Linked DNA regions of Mus musculus: region 2 is linked to region 1. Evidence: chromatin contacts called from public Hi-C data. All regions are on one chromosome and are shown on one strand. Each heading gives the region's core, a stretch centred on a gene start, on an enhancer-like site or on the middle of the called end of the contact. The rest is flanking DNA. Distances are from core to core; before and after follow the strand shown. Region 1 has its middle 87 kb from the start of Nfkbiz. Region 2 overlaps Gm45968 (a long non-coding RNA gene).

The links. Hi-C and Micro-C count contacts between places; a contact is called where the count stands out from the background.
Region 2: a contact with region 1 is called in a Hi-C map of the N1E-115 cell line, with 4 times the contacts expected there. The contact joins two enhancer-like sites. A contact is called at or near these places in 1 of 15 datasets of contacts at CTCF or cohesin (CD8 T cells), 6 of 484 Hi-C or Micro-C datasets (3T3-L1-derived adipocytes, the N1E-115 cell line, adipose-derived mesenchymal stem cells and 3 more) and 8 of 115 datasets of contacts at active chromatin or transcription factors (the 230-238 cell line, bone marrow-derived macrophages, a colorectal cancer cell line and 5 more).

Annotation. Positions count from the first base shown.
Region 1 is chr16:55,732,611-55,736,688 of GRCm38.p6, forward strand. No RefSeq gene overlaps it. Among named protein-coding and RNA genes, the nearest start is that of Nfkbiz, 87 kb to the right of the region's middle. Within about 2 kb of position 1,356, at least 75 of the 459 cell types and tissues checked have an H3K27ac peak or open chromatin away from gene starts, as enhancers often do. A contact at or near this core is called in the N1E-115 cell line, bone marrow-derived macrophages, a colorectal cancer cell line and 3 more, where this site is marked.
Region 2 is chr16:55,552,974-55,557,388 of GRCm38.p6, forward strand. The region is part of intron 1 of Gm45968 (a long non-coding RNA gene); the gene reads right to left. Among named protein-coding and RNA genes, the nearest start is that of Gm45968, 27 kb to the right of the region's middle. Within about 2 kb of position 2,403, at least 143 of the 459 cell types and tissues checked have an H3K27ac peak or open chromatin away from gene starts, as enhancers often do. A contact at or near this core is called in the N1E-115 cell line, bone marrow-derived macrophages, a colorectal cancer cell line and 3 more, where this site is marked.

The DNA of each region.
Region 1 (4,078 bases), core at 106-2,605:
TAGCCTATAGAATCTCCAGCCCATGAGCTGGAACGTTCTTCAAACTTGAAACTTCTCAGGATGACTACAGTCTACCCTAATTCCAAAATCACCTTTCAATGAAACACAAGAACAGCATAATCCCATGAACTCAAAGCTTTGTGTGCCTGCTCACTGGCCCCAGGGCAACCTTGAGTAATTTTTTTTTAACTTCTCCTTTTACTTGAAAATGTAAAATGACAGCAGTACCTTCTCCACAGAGATGCTATGAGGACTAAGAAAAATACTCACGAAGTACTTAAGCCTGGTACAGAGAAAACCTCCAATAAATTTCTGTCACTCCCACTTTAGAACTAGTATTTTGTTATTCCCTTAAGCACTGCTATTCATCACTGTGTTCAGATAACTAGGCGAAGAATTATGTTGAAGGTGATACTTGCTTGCTTCATGGAAAGAGCATCCAATAGAAAATACTAAATAGACACTTTTTAAGTTTAAAGTTGCATGCCTGTTTGGAAACAAGTCTATATTCCTTGTGTACTTGTCTTACCTACAATGCTGTACTGGGACCTTGTGTGAGCTCTTCCATGAGGAAGTTGGTCAACTGGAAGCTTCTTGGGAGAGATGGCTATAAAGGATTAAGGATAAGGCAGCTGGCATAAGAGGGAGACCCTCAGATCAGGATGCCAGCTGGACACTGGAGAAAGGACAGAAAAGGATCCGGAGTCTGGCTGAAGTTTAGCTCTAACTTCTGACCCAGGATTTCTGTGGATGAATAAGGAGTAGCCATTAAAGTGCATCCCTATCTAGAGGAAGCCACCTGGCTCTACTGCCCCTCCCGGTCACTACTTGGAGAAGCCCTGGTAAACAGTACCTGGCAGGCGAGTACAGGCTTTACAGCTGTGAAGCCTGCTTACAGTACGTTTTCAGGCAGGGCACCTTCATGGTCTCTACAGAACACTCTGCAGACAGTATTACTTATGCTTTGTAAGTTCGCAAGCCGAACAAATAGGTTTTAGCATCCAACAGGAACAAAATGACCCTTTTACTAAATTAAACCCATCACCACCTTCATTATCTGCTTCATTTCTCTTATACAAACACAGGATGAGGCAACCGCCAGAGGATTTGGCCTCAGAAATAAAGACAAGATGGCAGATAAAGTACATCTGATCAGACAGTGTAGAGAAACCTCCGGGAGCCTGGGCAGAAGGAGGGGTATTAATCAGGGACACACACACACACACACACACACACACACACACACATGCCCAAAGCAAGTGCTCACAGTGACAAGCAGGTCAGCACCGTACTCACTGGGGTTCGGATAACTGGATAACTCCAGTTGTCAGAGCTATGGGTGAGGCAAGAGGAAGAAATGAGTCACTGATCTGGAGCTAAAGTAAAGGTCTCTGAGCTAAGGACTACAAATGAAGGAAGACAAGCAAGGGCAGAGTCACTGTCTGGCTCATTTCAAAACATTGTCACGAAGAGCTGCACAATGTACTATTGACAAACACCTGCTCTGCAGAGAATTAACATTTCAGCACATTCAGAGATCCAGCGCACATTTCCAAGTGACTGCAGGGTAAAAAGAAATCCCTGTAATTGCACTCTATCTTGCCAGGAAGACAAACCCCAAAAAAGCAATTAAAGCATTAGATGGTACATTGCGGGTCATGCGATGTCAGAGGTGGATGAACCTGAACGTGCACGAGGCTTTGGAGTAGCAGCCACTATAACAAAGTCATTCCCAGTGACTGCCCTCGATCCTGCAAGGGAGACCAACCCCAAAAGCAATTAAAAATCATACACAGTTCTTGGTGGATCATGTGATGACGGAGGAGAGTTAACTTTCTAAGTCAAGTGATCTTGACTCATCGCCCTGTGAGAAAGGAAGGAAACATTGCTGAGAGAACGGATCGGAACGAAGGTCACAAATGGGGTCAGCTCCTGGGCCAACCAGGGAGAGTGTCGCCCTCTAAGCCGTAGAGCCTAAAAAATAAAAGTGAGGATAAAACCAACCAGACCTTCCAGAGCTCCCAGGGATTAAATCACCAACCAAAGAGGGCCCACGGCTCCAGCATATGTAGCAGAGGATGTCCTTATCGGACATCAAAGAGAGGGAAGGCCCTTGGTCCTAAGAAGGCCTGATGCCCCAGCGCAGGGAAATGCTAGAGCAGTGAGGCAGGAGTGGGTGGGTGGGTGGGTGGGGGAGCACCCTCATAGAAGTAGGGGGAGGGGGAGGGGATAGGGGGTTTCCGAAGGGGAAAACCCGGAAGGGGGGATAACATTTGAAATGTAAATAAATAAAATAACCATTTTGGGGGGAAAAGGGTGAGGATAAAAGATCTAGAAGGGGTTAGGAGCATGCACTGGACAAAAGAGGAAAAGAATAAGAGAGACAGACAGATAAAATGAGAAAAAGGAGTCGCCCAAAAGGGACTTCAGAATGTTGAAGCTGGAAGGACCTCAAAGATAATCAGCTTAATTTCACTGCAGCAGAAATCATGGCAGAGTAGCAGGAGAAATCATTTGTTAAGCACCCAGCATATACTGTGCTATGCATTTTTAAAGAATACTCTTATTTATTCCTACTTAGAACCGTTTATTTATCTATTTATTTGTTTGTTTGTTTATTTATTTATTTTAACTTATACTGACAAGGTTTCACTATGTTGCCTAGACTGCCTTCAAAGTTCAGAAATCTAAAATAAAAATGTTAGTATGGCCTCACTCCATTCTAATGTGCAAAAGCAGTGGTTCTCAACCTTCCTAACGCTGTGACCCTTTAATACAGTCCCTCATATTATGGTGACTCCCAACCATAAAACTATTTTCCAAAAATTATGAGGTTGCCACTTCATAACTGTAAATTTGCTACTGTTATGAATCATCATCTAAATGTCTGATATGCAGGATATCTGATATGTGACCCCAGGGAAACAGTCGGTCAACCCCTGAAGGAGTCGAGGCCCACGGTTGAGAATTGCTGGTTTAGATCAATGACTGTGTGATACTCTCTTTTGGCAGACCTGCAAGATATCATGGAAATATAACACAAATCAGCAATAGAACAGGAAGGGTGGGGACAGAAGAAAGGTCACAGGAAGGCCAGTGGTAAAAGAACAAGACCGATATTCTATAAGAAATAACTGGAGCAAAGGAAAGACTGAGGCAACCAAAACCCCACACGCCAAAAATAGTTACTTTAGTTCCATGATGACACTTTCTGTGCCTGCTGCTCTAATCGCTCCGCTTCCTGCTTCTAAGGGTCTCATAAGATTGCTGGCCATCTATGTCCCAGGAAAAATTAAAAAGTGACAAAACCTAAGAAGGAGCTGACATGGGGTCTTCTCTCACTGGAATGAAACCCACACAGCAGTTGGTGAATGTCATAAAGAACAATGAGTCATAGCTTCAACTAATCAAGTTGACTTCGCCCTGGCAAAGATGGATATGTAATCTCTAATCACTGGAACCGCTTACGAGATGTAAATATCAAACTAGGGAAATGGACTAATAGAAAAATCAAATCCATTTAAAACACACTCTGCAGAAACCCAGACCAGTCATGAGATGGAGCTCAGGGAGTCTTGTGGAAGAGTTGGGAAGGATTAAGGGGCCCGGAGGTGATAGGGACTCCACAGGAAGACCAACAGAGTCAACTAACCTGAACCCTTGGGGGCTGCCAGAGACTGAACCAACCAAAGAGCATACATGAGCTGGAACTAGCTCCCCCAAGGCATGTACATCACATGTGCAGCTTGGCCTTCATGCGGGTCCCCAACAACTGGAGCAGGGGCTGTTCCTGACTCTGTTGCCTGTCTAACACAGATTTCTTGTAGAATGTAGGTCTTCTTCTTTACCACTGGCGTTCCTGTGACCTTTCTTCTAACTGTGATCCTGTTCCCCTAACTGGGCAGCCTTGTCTGGCCTCAGTGGGTGAGGATAGACCTAGTCCTGCAGTGACTTGAGGTGCCAGGTTGGGTTGGTACCCCCAAGGAGGGCTTCTGTTTTATTGGGAGTCTTTGCTACGGTTACTCTCATAGATTCCATGGAGTTTCCATTGCACTAGGTTTACCATATTTTCCTTATT
Region 2 (4,415 bases), core at 1,153-3,652, 180 kb before region 1:
AGAACAAAAAGTGTGTCTGTCACCAAGGAAATCCCAAGGAACTTTTCCCAAGGGATGTGTAAGTCATATGTTCCAAACACTAAGGAATCTATAACAGTCTTAGAATGACTTCATGCTCTTGTACATGGGTCTTACTTTCACACCTTTAAGGTGTGTGTGTGTGTGTGTGTGTGTGTGTGTGTGTGTGTGTGTTTAACTTTGAGTACCTGTAGAAGCCAGGAAACCAGAGAAGGGCCACTGGATTGGGGACTGTCATAAGGCAGGGGATAGCAAGCATAAGTGACATGAAAACAGAGAGAATAGTCGGAGCAGGAAGTTTAAGCAGGGATGGGAAGGCAATGGGCCTGCAAACAACTGGGCATGTCAACAGTCAGCCACTGAAGCTCAGGAGGCAAGACTCCTCCCTACTGACCCACTGCTAGATTACTAGGGCAAAGGCAGGCATCATCTTCATCATCTATGGCTGCATATCCATCCATGAAAGCACAAGGCTCCACTCATGGTCACACAGATCAATAATCTCAGTGGGCCTCAAACTAAAACAGAAAAATACATGGATGTGGGAAAGAGGAGAGCGTTAATAAGAGTGACAGAGATGAGAGAGGATGGGGTTACATTAATCAGAATTCATCAGACTCATGTATGAAACACACCAAAACTATGTTTCAATAAAAAGTCTGAGGGGTTATCTGTCAGCAACTGGAATCAAAGACCAAATATTACAAGACTCTCTTGGTACCCTAATCTATACGAATCTGTGAAATACTGGCACACACAATGCGGGGAGCAACCACCCAATCTCTGGTTGGATTTAAGAGACACTCCATAAGATGGAACCCATTCCTGACACCGCTCAGGTGGCCAAGAACCTGAGACCAGATAGGTCAGGGACCCTGAAGAAAACCACATTCTATTGTTCTGCTAAAGGAACATAATGACAATAGTAGCAATAAAATGGCTGTTAATAACATCCTGCTGTGCTCATAAATCACAGTGTTCTGCTCAGCCATCACCAGCAAAGCGTCCTCATGCAGTAGATGGGAACACATGCAGAGGCTCACAGGCAGGCCATGTGCACAGTGTGAGAGAGCTCGGAACGTTCAGTACTAAACAGGATGTTTCATCAAATCCCTCCCCTCAGGGCTCAGGAAATTGTGTGAAAGAGGCCAGAGGGAATAGATGACCCTAAGAAAACCAGATACAGCGGGACTGGTGCACTTAGGAACTCAGAGAGACCTGTAGCAACACACATACACACACAGGGCCTGCATATGCCCAAACAAGATGGGGTCTCAGTACTGAGAGGTGAATGTGACCATAAGCTTTCATCCCCAAACAAGAACCAATCTCCAACTGACAGCTGCTCACAAAGGAAAAGTTACTTTCTCCAAGGGAGTATTTGCTGCGTGTTGCTCAACCCACACTTAAAGGCAAGCCCCATGCTCAGCTGTAGATGGCCATCATAAACTAAACTCATTTTATTTTCTCTTACTGCTTTATTTGGGCTTTTGTTTTTGTCTACCTTACTGGTCTTTTGTTTGTATATTATTGTTTCTGGTCTCATGGGGTTTGTGGGTTTTATGTGTGTGTGTGTGTGTGTGTGTGTGTGTGTGTGTGTGTGTGTGTGTGTGTGTGTATGTATGTTTCTTGTGTCTTTTCTTTCTTTTTGTTTATTTCGTATTATTCTTTTCCCCTTTGTCCATTTGTCTTCTAGAGAGAAAGAGAGATAGAGAGAGACAGAGACACACAGAGAAAGAGAGAGAGAGAGAAAGAGAGAGAGAGAGAGAGATAAAGAGAAGGCATGGATTTTGAAGTACGTGAAGTGAGGAAGATCTGGAAAAAAGATGTGCAGGGGAAGCTGTGATCAGAATATATTTCAAGGAAAAATATTTTCAGTTAAGAATATATTAAAAATCCACAGTTATACCAGGAAATAAGCATATATATATATATATATATATATATATATATATATATATTCACAAAAAGTATCATTCATCAGCCTATAGACAAATTCAGAAAAGCTACTGAAATTCAAATAAATGAAATAATTAGTAGTGTTTCAATTTTAAGGTAAACATATTAACTTTTATCATTCTTGCATTGTTAGGTGCTATCGGGGTTGAGGGAGTTGAATCAAGGATAGAGAGGAAATTAATGCACTACTTTTTAAACCCTTCCGTACATTTAGAATGGTCTCAAAATGAAGTTTTGGGCATGATAATCACATCTTGGAACTGCTAGGACAGGAAGAATAAAATACTGACTACAATTAGCTCACACCAGCCATTGGAAAAATGTCTGCAGAGAGAGGCAGACGTGATCTCACACCCAGAGACCCTAAAGGGAAGGTGACTCAAGGGGGAACAGTGGACAGCTATGGAAGCAGCACACCATCTGAGGGCAGTGACTCAACTTCCGGTGAGTCACCTTCCGGCCCCTTCCTACCCCACAGCCGTCAGTTATACAGTCTTATCGGTCTGAAATGTGGGCTCTGCTTCTCTGCAGCACCCTGGCTCCTGTTCATCCACTTGATGAATCGTTTCTCCTGCAGGAGCCTTCTGGGGTCTAACATGTCTGAAACAGATCATTTTCTTAAAGAAGGATTCCAGTCCTTTACCTCCTCTCTTCCAGAACCTTCCACCTTGTTTTACTTAGACTACATCAAAATTCCTTAGGGTAGCATGCAAGATACCTTACTGATACTGAGCCACTCCTTAGCGCCAGCCTTATCGCATCTCACGTCTCTAAACAGCCAGATTCCTGCCTCAGCTTCCGGAACTCTCATGAATTCCAGAGCAGATCTTCTCCTGACCTCTGTCCCACCAAGTCATTCTACCACATTAGCACCTTTCTCTGCAATGCAAACTCCATATTTTCTGTTTTTAACAGACTTCCCTGGTTGTTCCAGAGAATTCCTACTCCTACTCTGTCCGTCAGGGTCTGCAAGGATAATTAGCACTCTCCCTCCGTATATTCCTCTGCACATGGCTTTTGGAACATAAGTCATGAGACCCATTCTCTTGATAGTGTGTAAATCCTTTAATGGCAAAAGTGGTATTTAATTCATCTGAGAATTCTCAGCCCCGGCTCTAGACCTGGCTCTTAGGGGTCAGCCACCACTCGTGGTAAGTTTGAAGTCAATGAAAACGTACTCAGATGTGATGTTTCCCAGAGCTGCAAAAGGAGCCATTGTGAAAGAAGACACACGGCCACGCATGTTCCTATTGAATTCAACTTTTCAAATTGCACAAAATACTGGAGAGGAAAAAAAAGCCAGTGATTCTAGGTAAACACTCGGGAGTACCAGTGCCCAGGCTGGCAATTCAAATGCTTACAGAGAAGCCGAAGCAGCTCCAAACAAAGGTTGCTATTAGCAACAGAAAATGCAGCTAGCAACATCAGCTTCAGGAAGAAAAAGTAGGCAAAGATCGGGCTCTAAGAAAGATGGCCATAATGCCAAGGATGAAATATGCAGTACAAAATTGTCTAGCATTCATTTTGCTTTATATTTTTTCCATCAAGGAAAAGAATGTTCACAATATAAGATTCAGATAAACATTGTTAGAGAAAATGAAACCAGTTTGCTTTGAAAAGAAAAAAATTATGTCACCAGTTTCGATTATCCCGGGGTATGAAAATAACTTGATATAAACTGCTTACAAGAAATTACTGTCATCCATGGATCACAGATTATAAAGGATGAAATTGTAGAGAAGTCTGGAGATTAAAAACTTTCCATTAAAAAACAGAAACAAACAACAACAACAAACCCAGACTGAGCTGTTATTAGGAGAGCAACCCTGGGCATCTGGGAATGGTAAGTCTCTTAAACTAATATTGAACTCCCACTAGACTACATGAGTAATCTTATTCTTTAAAATTGTCACACCACAAGAACACGGTCCACAGAATCAACTAACCAGGGCACATAAGAGCTCACAGAGAATGAACTAACCTATATAGGTCTGACCTAGGTCCTCTGCATGTATGTTATGGTTGTGTAGCTTGGTGTTCTAGTGGGACTCCTAACAGTGGGAGCAGGGCTCTCTCTGACTCTTTTGCCTGCTTTTGGGAACCTTTTCCACTGGGTTGCCTTGTACAGTCTTAATATGAGAGCTTGTGTCTAGTCTTATAACTTGTGTTGTGACTGGGTGATATCCCAGAGAGGCCTGCTCTTTTCCGAAGGGAAATGAAGGAGTGAATCTTGGGGAGAGGGAAGAATGTGGGGAGGGACTAGAAGGAAAGAAGGCAGGGGAAACTGTGGTCAAGATGTAATATATAAGAAAAGAATAAGATAAAAAAAGAATAATAAAGAAAAAGTGTTGTCATATACTGTAAATCTTCATTGCCCAATATAGCAGCCACTATTGACACCTCATTATTCAAAATTATATGATTTATTTTTATTTTAA